2 separate regions of the Zea mays genome follow, and region 1 is linked to region 2. Evidence: chromatin contacts called from public Hi-C data. All regions are on one chromosome and are shown on one strand. The core of a region is the stretch at or near the end of the contact, and the rest is flanking DNA. Distances in the headings are between cores, read along the strand shown. Region 1 holds the start of LOC100191542 (Polygalacturonase inhibitor 1). Region 2 holds the start of LOC100274001 (ATP-dependent Clp protease proteolytic subunit).

What was found. Hi-C and Micro-C count contacts between places; a contact is called where the count stands out from the background.
Region 1: a contact with region 2 is called in a Hi-C map of ear, with 2.4 times the contacts expected there. The contact joins the promoter of LOC100191542 here to the promoter of LOC100274001 in region 2. A contact is called at or near these places in 2 of 25 Hi-C or Micro-C datasets (ear and leaf).

The regions. Positions count from the first base shown.
Region 1 is chr6:179,183,689-179,188,625 of Zm-B73-REFERENCE-NAM-5.0, forward strand. It overlaps LOC100191542 (Polygalacturonase inhibitor 1), which reads right to left and starts at 3,259. Exons shown (of 1, transcript NM_001136973.2): 1 at 1,337-3,259. The coding sequence starts at 3,106. The coding sequence ends at 1,814. It also overlaps the pseudogene LOC100274677.
Region 2 is chr6:178,975,293-178,979,816 of Zm-B73-REFERENCE-NAM-5.0, forward strand. LOC100274001 (ATP-dependent Clp protease proteolytic subunit) reads left to right here and starts at 2,422. Exons shown (of 9, transcript NM_001148387.1): 1 at 2,422-2,693; 2 at 3,144-3,259; 3 at 3,364-3,582; 4 at 3,677-3,781; 5 at 3,890-3,952. The coding sequence starts at 2,489.

The DNA of each region.
Region 1 (4,937 bases), core at 2,009-4,508, 210 kb after region 2:
CACATTCTGATTATAGCTTCGGGAGTAAGTTGATGAAGAAAGATCTGAAATATCTTCAACACTTCAACCAAAAATTTGCTCAATGGGAACCGAAGACCCGCCTTTCATAAAGCTTCTGTAGACAACAACTTCATTTTCTTCAGGAGCAGGGGCGGTGATGTCCCCTCCAACCCTCACAATAGACATGTCACGAAAGTATCTTCCTTTCATGGCGTCAATTTGACTTTGTTTAATGGTCGACTTTCCGAAGATGGTATGGCTTGGCCGCTAGGGCCGGTCCTCAGAATCTTCATCCCTACTTTCCACATCATAGTCATCGCTATCGTCAGAATCTTCAGACAAATCCGCCGTTATTTCCTTTGTGATCTTCTCTGTATTTGTTTTTGCCATAGATTCATAAAACCCAGCAAGAAAAGGGTCCACAACTTTCTTCTCCTCAACCATCTTCTTCTCTTCAGACATCTTCTTCTCTTCAGACATCTTCTCTTCAGACATGCAACAAGCACTTGTGAATATCACGAAGCTCGAAAATCAAACGAGAGCTGACAGCAAGAGTTAAAAATTTGAGAAAATAACGCAAGTAACAGAAATGGCGTAGCAAATGCTGTCGTTGTGGGTTTCTATTTATATGCCTAGTGCATTGCAACTTGACGGGCCCCATTTGTCATTGACTTTCGCTATTCTAGCGAAGGGAAGGTGTTTTTCGGACCTTCGGCTAAAGGCCTTTGTTCACGTCGCAATCTGAATTTGTTAGATATAAGAACAAATTAATACTGCGAGGGGCTACTGTTGGGGGCCTTCGTCTTCCGAAGGTCCTTAAAAACACAACTAACATGTTTTCCAAGTGTAATATACTGTTATAGGAACCTTCGTCTTTGAGATGAAGGTGATAAAAAACACGACTAACACGACTAACATGTTTCTGCTTTTCATTACATATTGAGATGATGAAGGTATGTCCTTCATAACCTTCGTCTGAAGATCATTATATCCTAAGTGATTATATCCTAAGTGAGATAATGCTTCGAAGGACAAAGGACTTTAACCATTAACATTTGTGTTGCCTTGTTATTAACTCGTACAATTCGAGAACAAGTGACCAATAGGGGGGCAAGAAGAAAAATGGAAGTCGTTGTATTTTATGACCATAACCATGGGTAGTGGATCTTTTGTCAAAAATAATCTAAAATAAACTACTCTTCAGATTATATAATATGGACATATAATCTAGGTGTTTGTTACCTGGTGGATTAGTTATACTATAATCTCGACAGATTATAATACCAAACAAATAAAGCTAAATTAAAGTTTTAAATAAGAAGTAGGACAAGTAAAAGATCTTTGGAGAGCCTAACTGGATGTCATGGGCCGTGTGGCAATTAAATCTTCTAGGGTACAAGGGGAAGAAGAAAAAAAAGAGAACGCCCATGTGGCAAATCGGCTTCCATGGGCCTCAAACAGAAAAGAAAGGGAAACCGAGCAAACCCCCTCAGTCCAGGAAACAAACAAACCATTGAAGACCAGGGCGCACTAGACGACGGCCCAAGAAATAAGAGCCCACAGACAGAAACGCGTCTGGAACAGGACGACGGCCTGTATAAACAACTGGCCTGGGCAGCTCCTAATTCTGTCGCGCTTTTGAACTGAAATCACACGACCCAAAACAACAAGAGCTCCAGCTAAAACAAGCGGACAAAGCGCCCCCAGCCAGCGAGCCAGCCTGGGTGTCCGTCCCCAGCCCACCCGTGCCGGGTGACGTGCCGCGAGCGTGCGTGTCCACCCGCCCGTGTCACATCACATCTCAGTCCGCCCGTCAGCCGTCGCCGGTGGTGCTCCGGCACTGCTCGGCGGGCCTGGCCTCGAGGGGCCCGCCGATGGTGGGGCATCCGTCGGCCGCGGACGCCATCGGCAGGTCCATGCAGTTGTAGGACAGGCAGAGCGCGGCGGAGTCCGGCAGCGGCGCGGCAGGCGGCACGGGGAAGGCCGTCAGGAAGTTGTGCTGCGCGTACAGCGTGGTCATCCGCCCGTCCAGCACGCTGCGTGCCACCGCCGCCGGCACCTCCCCGGACAGCCGGTTGTTGTTGACGTACAGGCTGGCCGCCGCCGCCAGCGCCTCCGGGACCTCGCCCGAGATGCCGTTGTGGCTCACGTCCACCACGGCCCACTGCTGCTGCTGGGACGGCACGGCCAGCGCACCCGTGAAGTTGTTCCGCGACAGGAGCAGTGACGAGAGGCCCGGCAGCGCGAACAGCGCCGCCGGGATTTGGCCCGAGAAGTTGTTCATGGACAGGTCGAGGAACGCCAGGTCGGCGGGTAGGGGCGGGCTGGCAGAGCCGCCGTCGCCAGAGCAGAAGGCCCCCTCCAGCGTGCCCTCCATGGTGTTGCCAGCGACGGACAGGTACCGTAGCGTGGGCGGCAGCGGCGGGAGCGCGCCGGCGAGCGCGTTCCGCGCAAGGTCGACGTGGAACAGCCCGGAGGAAGCGAAGCCGGCGGGGATCTCACCGGAGACCCCGCCGTTGTTGGCGAGGATGAGCACCTTGAGGCTGGGCGAGGCCGGCAGGAGCAGGTCCGGCGGGACGGCGCCGTCGAGGCGGTTCCCGCCGAGGTCGAGCGTGTGGAGGTCGGGCAGCCCCGCGAGGGAGGCCGGCACGGGGCCCGTCAGCTGGTTGCCCGCCAGCGACAGCAGGCGGAGGCGGCGGAGGCCCGCGCCTAGGCCCGCGGGTATGGGGCCGGACACGCGGCCGGGGTAGAGGACCAGGTCCGTGAGCGCCGCGAGTGTGGCCAGCGAGTCCGGGAGCGTCCCCGCTAGACCCGGGGAGTCGGCGAGCCCCGTGCCCAGGGTGAGCACGGACACGCGTAGCGTGACGGAGGTGGGGGTGGGGGTGCTGTCCTCGTCGGGCGCGCAGACGACGCCGGCGTACGCGCAGGGGCTCCGGGCGTCGTCCCAGGTGTCGAAGAAGCGGGAGCCCGGCAGGTCGCGCAGGCTGGCCCGGAGGTCGCGCAGCGCCGCCGCGTCGCGCTCGTGCAGCGTGGCCGTCTGGGCCGGCGCGCGGGAGGCGAGCATTCCAAGGAGGAGGAGGAGGAGGGGTGGCAGAGGCAGCGCCATGTGCGTGGCCTCGGCCGACACGGAAGGAAGAGGACAAGCGGGGGCGCCTTGGGAGATGGACGGAAGGCCTTCGAGTGAAGTGAGGTGGAGCAGCGAGTGGTGACACAGTGCAGTGAGCAGGGAGGAGGAGGACAATTCAACCAACCTGAGCGATTTAAATAGGTGCATAGAGTAGGTGGGGCCGGTGCTCCAGTCCGGTTCGTCTTCCCTGACACATCTTTTTACCTCGCGGTCGGTGGGTGGTCATGGAGATCCGCAGGCACAGGCAGGAGGAAGAAGATCGGTTGGGCTGGGCTCGGAGCACGGTGCAGGTAGCGTAGTATGCCATGAGCGTGTCGTCGTCCATGGAGTACAATCCCGCCCCGCGGCGGTCCAGTCCATGGAGGGAGGCGGAGGCGCGTCTGTCTGCGTACTGCTCTCCTACACCATCCATCCATCCATCATGGCTTCACACGTGCCGTGCCGCGTCGCCTGCAGACTGTTTCATTGTGGGATTGGATTTGCGTATATCACAAGTATGCGTATGTGCATGCCGGCCGGTGTACCCTCCGCTGTTTTAAGTGCGGGGCGTAACCCGTGAGGCCGTGATCTCTTGTACTGTACTGTACATGCAGAGACGTGTACATGAATGAATATATATATTTACTAAGAATGAAGAATTATCTGGAATAATCAGCTGTTGGGCAAGATATCCTTCCTACCTATCATGGCTTCAAAAGAGTCCCTTCCACTTTTAGACCCAAGGCGGTAATCCATCAAATTAAAGTAACAAGGCCAAAAGGAGTCAGGAATGGATAGAAACGGTCGGTTTGAATTGTTTCTTGCTAGTACAGGACGGACGGAGCCGATGGTTGTCTGAGCTGAGCTGAGCTGTGGGCAATAATGACAATTTAAGCATTTTCTGCTCACGTCCTGACAAAGTCCGGCTCTGATCTAATACGACCACCAATGGCAGAGCCCACCTGTGCCGATTTTTTTTTGTTTTTTAACCTTTTTTTTGAACAAAACTTACACTAAGATCCCTGGATAACTTACTTCAGTTTTTAGACCCCTAGCTCGGCGTCATGGCCTATGACGCCGAGCTCTTACGTGACGACGGCGGCTAGGGTTGACGTGCAAGCCGACGTGACCCCTAGCTCGGCACCATAGATCTTCTCATGCCACACCGCCGTTATCCTCTTCCCGCCGCGTCGCCGCCGTTCTGTGTTAACTCGGCGTCATAGCCTATAGCAACTGAAATAAATCATCTAGGGATCTAAATGTAAGTTTGTAAGTTTTGTTCGAAAAAGGTTAAAAACCAAAAAAAAACCGGCCCACCCGTGTGGTGCGGCGCCTCCATTCACCATTCTAGTAGTACCTACAGAATTTGCGATGCCCAGGCCACCGCTACATTTGGCGATGCTCCGACAGGATGAGAATCTGAATCTCAATCCTAAGGACATCACTTCCAGGATGAGAATTTTCTGAGATGATGGGCCGACATATGTTTTCCTAGTCAAGGGCATACGGGAATGATTTTTTCTACAAAAAAAAAAACATAAGATATGTTGTTGATAAACTACGTGCCCCAAGGCAGCATAACACAATGTGGTGACCCATGCATTCCTTCCACAGGGAACAGCAATCATGTGATTAGAGACTGTTCACGTTACCAGCCTAACTGCATGCAAATTTAAATTGAAATAAACAAATAAATAAATAATGACAGGGGGGCAACATAACATACTTATCGTGGAGCGTGGCCAACACCCCTTTTCAACTCAGCATGCTCTCCGTCGGCCACCTCGGCAGCAGGCAGTTTCACTCCATCCATCCGACAGCACTCTATCAT
Region 2 (4,524 bases), core at 1,172-3,671:
TTCCTAGCGAAGTACTGAGCTGACGGTCCTAGCCGAAGCCCCTTGATCATGGCCTCAATGACAATTTCGTTGGGCACTGTTGGTGCCTGTGCCCTCAAACGCAAGAACCTTCGGACGTACGTCTGAAGGTATTCTTCGTGATCCTGGGTACACTGGAATAGAGCTTGAGCCATGACCGGCTTCGTCTGGAACCCTTGGAAGCTGGTTAACAACAAGTCCTTCAACTTTTGCCACGAAGTGATCGTTCCTGGTCGAAGGGAAGAGTACCAGGTTTGAGCAACACTCCTGACAGCCATAACAAAAGATTTTGCCATGACCGCAGCATTGCCACCATATGAAGATACTGTTGCTTCGTAACTCATCAAAAACTGCTTCGGGTCTGAGTGGCCATCAAATATGGGAAGCTGAGGCGGCTTGGAGGACGGAGGCCAAGGTGTAGCCTGCAGCTCAGCGGATAGAGGAGAAGCATCATCAAAAACAAAATTCCCATGATGGAAATTGTCATACCAGTCATCTTCATTGAGGAAACCCTCCTGATGAAGGTCTTGGTGCTGAGGCCTTCGGTGTTGCTCATCCTGGGTAAGATGACGAACTTCCTCAGAGGCTTCGTCTATCTGCCTTTGCAGTTCAGCTAGCCTGACCATCTTTTCCTTCTTCCTTTGCACCTGTTGATGAAGGATCTCCATGTCTCTGATTTCTTGATCTATCTCATCCTCTGGCGGTGTTGGACTAACAGCCTTCCGTTTCTGGCTTCGGGCCTCCCGAAGAGAGACAGTCTCCTGATTGTGGTCCAGCGGTTGGAGAGCTGCAGTGCCAGCTGCTGAAGCTTTCTTCGGCGCCATAGCGAAGGTTTATGATCGCCGAAGGTGTTCAAAAACTCAAAGAGTGGAAGTGAGTTCACCGGAGGTGGGCGCCAATGTTGGGGACTTGTTCTCAAATGCTATGAGTTAAGAACAAGGCAACACAGAAAATGTTAATTTAAAATGTCCTTCGTCCTTCGAAGCATTATTTCCCTTAAGATATAATGATTTTTGGACGAAGGTTATGAAGGACATACCTTCATAAACATAGCAAACTATGATGTAGAATGGATTATAAGGAATATGAATGATAGCATAGAAAATTATATATTATTATTGTGAAGAAACAGAAATAACATTGAATTACAAATGTACCTTTAGCTTGGAGGTAAATGAAAGTACAAGTGTGGCACAAAAGCAAGTGCCAGATCAGCGTGAACAGTACGGGGGTACTGTTCATCTATTTATAGGCACAGGACACAACCCATACAAAATTACATTTATGCCCTTTACATTTGATAATAATTCTATAGTAGTCTATCGAGGTCTGAATAGCCTTTTCATCTTTAAGTCGGTTTCATTTTTTGCTACCACGCCGAAGCTTTCCTGCTCACACCTTCGGCGCTGTATCAACCTTCGTATTATTCTGGTCTGCTGTGATACCGACTTGAGTCCGAAGATACCTGTTCACACATTATACTCCAGAAATATTGTTAAATCCTGTTTTTGAGGACCTTCGTAAGCCGAAGGCCCCTAACATCCGCCGTGGGAGAAATTTCCCTATTTACATACCCGTCGGGGGAGAAATTTCTGCATCCTCATATTTTGAAGGTTAGTTTGAGAACCTCATTTTTCTAATAAAAAATAGGAATTTCTTGAGAAAATAGAGTTTCTAGATTAGCACTAAAGAAAGAATTTCCAGCGAGAAATCGGAGATCTATTGCCATCTCTACATCGGGCTGTGTAGTAGCTATTATATTTAATTCCTTTCTTGGCATCTGGTATTTAGTATATGACGTATGCGTAGTGTGGATGATTGGGGTCTGCTGGACGCGAGCTGCCGGCCGGTATGGCTCGGGCCATCCGCCATGCACAGCATCGCACATCGACCAGACCGTTAAGTGAGGTGGCGGCCAGGTTATTTGGTCCTAGTCTAGTCCAGCTGCTAAAATAATCGAGCATAGTACGGTCCAGCATAGTGGGCTCGATTAAGCGATCCTGGTCTGGGCTGGGCTGGGCTGGCCTGGCAAATTCTCTTCAAGCCCACGGTGAGTGAATTCGCACAAAAAAGAGTTCAAGGGAAATGATATCTCTTTTAATCCCCACTTTACCCTTGTCCACTCTATCTATGAGGACATATCCTGTGCAATCACTTATTTTGGTGCAAACGTGCAATCAAACTATCCAGAGCATTCAATCCAGATCCAACGGTTTCATATGAAAGAGGTTAAAAGTAAAATAAGTACTATGTTTTAGGTGGAAGGGGTTAAATATAAAATAACAGTCATCATTAGATCTAGATCGGATGCACCAGATCGCTTGATTGTATGCTTGCACCAGGATAAATGATTGCATAGGATATTTTCCCTCTATCCATCCCGTCCCGATTCCAATCCAATCCCCCGCAAGCGCGAAGAGAGGAGACGAGAAGGGGGAGGGATCCACAGTTCACACACACCCCGCTTCCCATGGCGCTAGCGCTGCGCTGCCCTCCCGCCGCCACCTCGTCCCGGAGCCCCTTCCTACCGTCGACCTCCCCAGCCCCTGCGGGGAAGGTCCCGAGGAGGCCGCCCGCCAGCTGGAGGTGCCTCGCCTACTACGGCGACGGCGGATTCCGCAAGAACTACGACCACATCCCCAAGCAGTTCCGCGAGGAGAACCTCAAGGATGGACGTGAGTGCTCTGTCAACCGTGGGCACCCAGTTCAGCGAAACACCAGTATCTACACGTTCATTTATCCACCGCAAAGTGTTAGACTTCAGGGACAATGTTGGCCTTGATTTGATGATTTCCAATTTAATGAGCTTGCAAATCTTTGGCACAGGTCTAAATATTCTAGATGGCGGTTTAACTTTTTGGCACATGACCAAGTTTACTAGCTGGTTCATAAGAAAAATAAAAAAAAGATATCTGCACCTTCTGTTTTTTTTATTTGTTGACTATGCATCAGAGGACCTCTTTTGTCTTCCTAAACACCCATCGAATGCTTCGATAAAAAGTTTATCAAGCTCTGCACGTTTTACACATGCATGACTTGTGTAGCGGCCACAACATTTTACACCTGCTTCTGTATCTTGTCAATCAAATCTTTGCACCATTTTTAAGTATTACGTCCTCTGGCAGTGATGGATAATTACAAGCATGTTCCTCAATTCCTTTATGGATTAAGTGATGCTCAGATGGAAATGTTTATGAATGACGATAACCCTTATAATCGGCAGTCCCAGAAAGTTACAGAGGTTAGTGATGTTATACAGAGCCCCTTCCCATTTCTATTCTGTCAAGTTCATTCCGTTGCATCAATGCAGCAAAGTTGAGATGGTGTTTTTCTTGTGAACTTTAGGAAAGCGTTTCTGCTGCGAGGAGCTACGATGAGTTTGGTATGTACACCTTGTCAGGCATGCATGAGGGCCCTGCAAGTTACAGCATGGGTATGGGCATGGGGGGCAGCATGAGCATGAGCATGGGCAGAGGAGGGAGAGGATATAGAAGAATGAGAAGCTCTGCTCCAGATCTTCCGTCATTGCTACTGGACTCTCGAATTATATTTCTTGGAATGCCTGTGAGAGATCAACTTTCTACCTCTTCATTATTCATAATATTTTGAAGCTTTGGATCAACAATGGTAACATTTGGTGTCGTTGTTGTCCTGGCAGATTGTTCCAGCAGTAACTGAGCTTATTGCTGCTCAATTTCTATGGCTAGACTATGACGACCGCACAAAACCCATTTATCTGTATATAAACTCCACTGGAACTATGGTAAGCAGTTGTTTGAATATTTGAAAAATAAGAAGCCATGTCATCTTTCATATGTTTCTGATGCATATTGCCACTATTTATATGACTACATCTTCTGTGCTGTAACAGGACGAAAATAACGAGCTTGTTGCATCTGAAACTGATGCTTATGCAATTGCTGATTTTATCAATGTATGTAAGGCTGTATCTTCTAATCGCTGACTGATAATCCAGCATAATTTTACGCCATTGTCAATGATGTTATTATCATGCCTAGGACTATATATCTACATTTGAACTTTGAATGTAGTCTCGTAGAGTTTCTGTGCATACTTGAGTGGATACAGGGATCAGGAGTGTGAATCCAGATTCTGGAGCAATTAAATACATTGCATAATTAAGGACCTTATTATTTTTTGGCCAAAAACTTGAAAGCAAGATAAATTGTTGCCTGCCGGAGACGATGACTGGGTTTCAGAACATTTAGGTTCTTTCAAGACCTTTTTCCTTGAATGAGGGGGGGGGGGGGATTGCGCGTCATTCATATTAATAAGAAAAGAGTACAACTGACTTGTACAAACCCTACTATAGGGATAAATAAGTTACATAAAAAGAATTCTCCAACAAACCTTAACCACAATCAGCGACCATAATGAACCATTAAAACTGAATCGACAAAAGGATGATTATGAAACAATTGTGTGGGATGAAGTTAATGTACCAGCACTAATAAGTTTGTGGGAAAGTTGCCTTATTTCAAATCT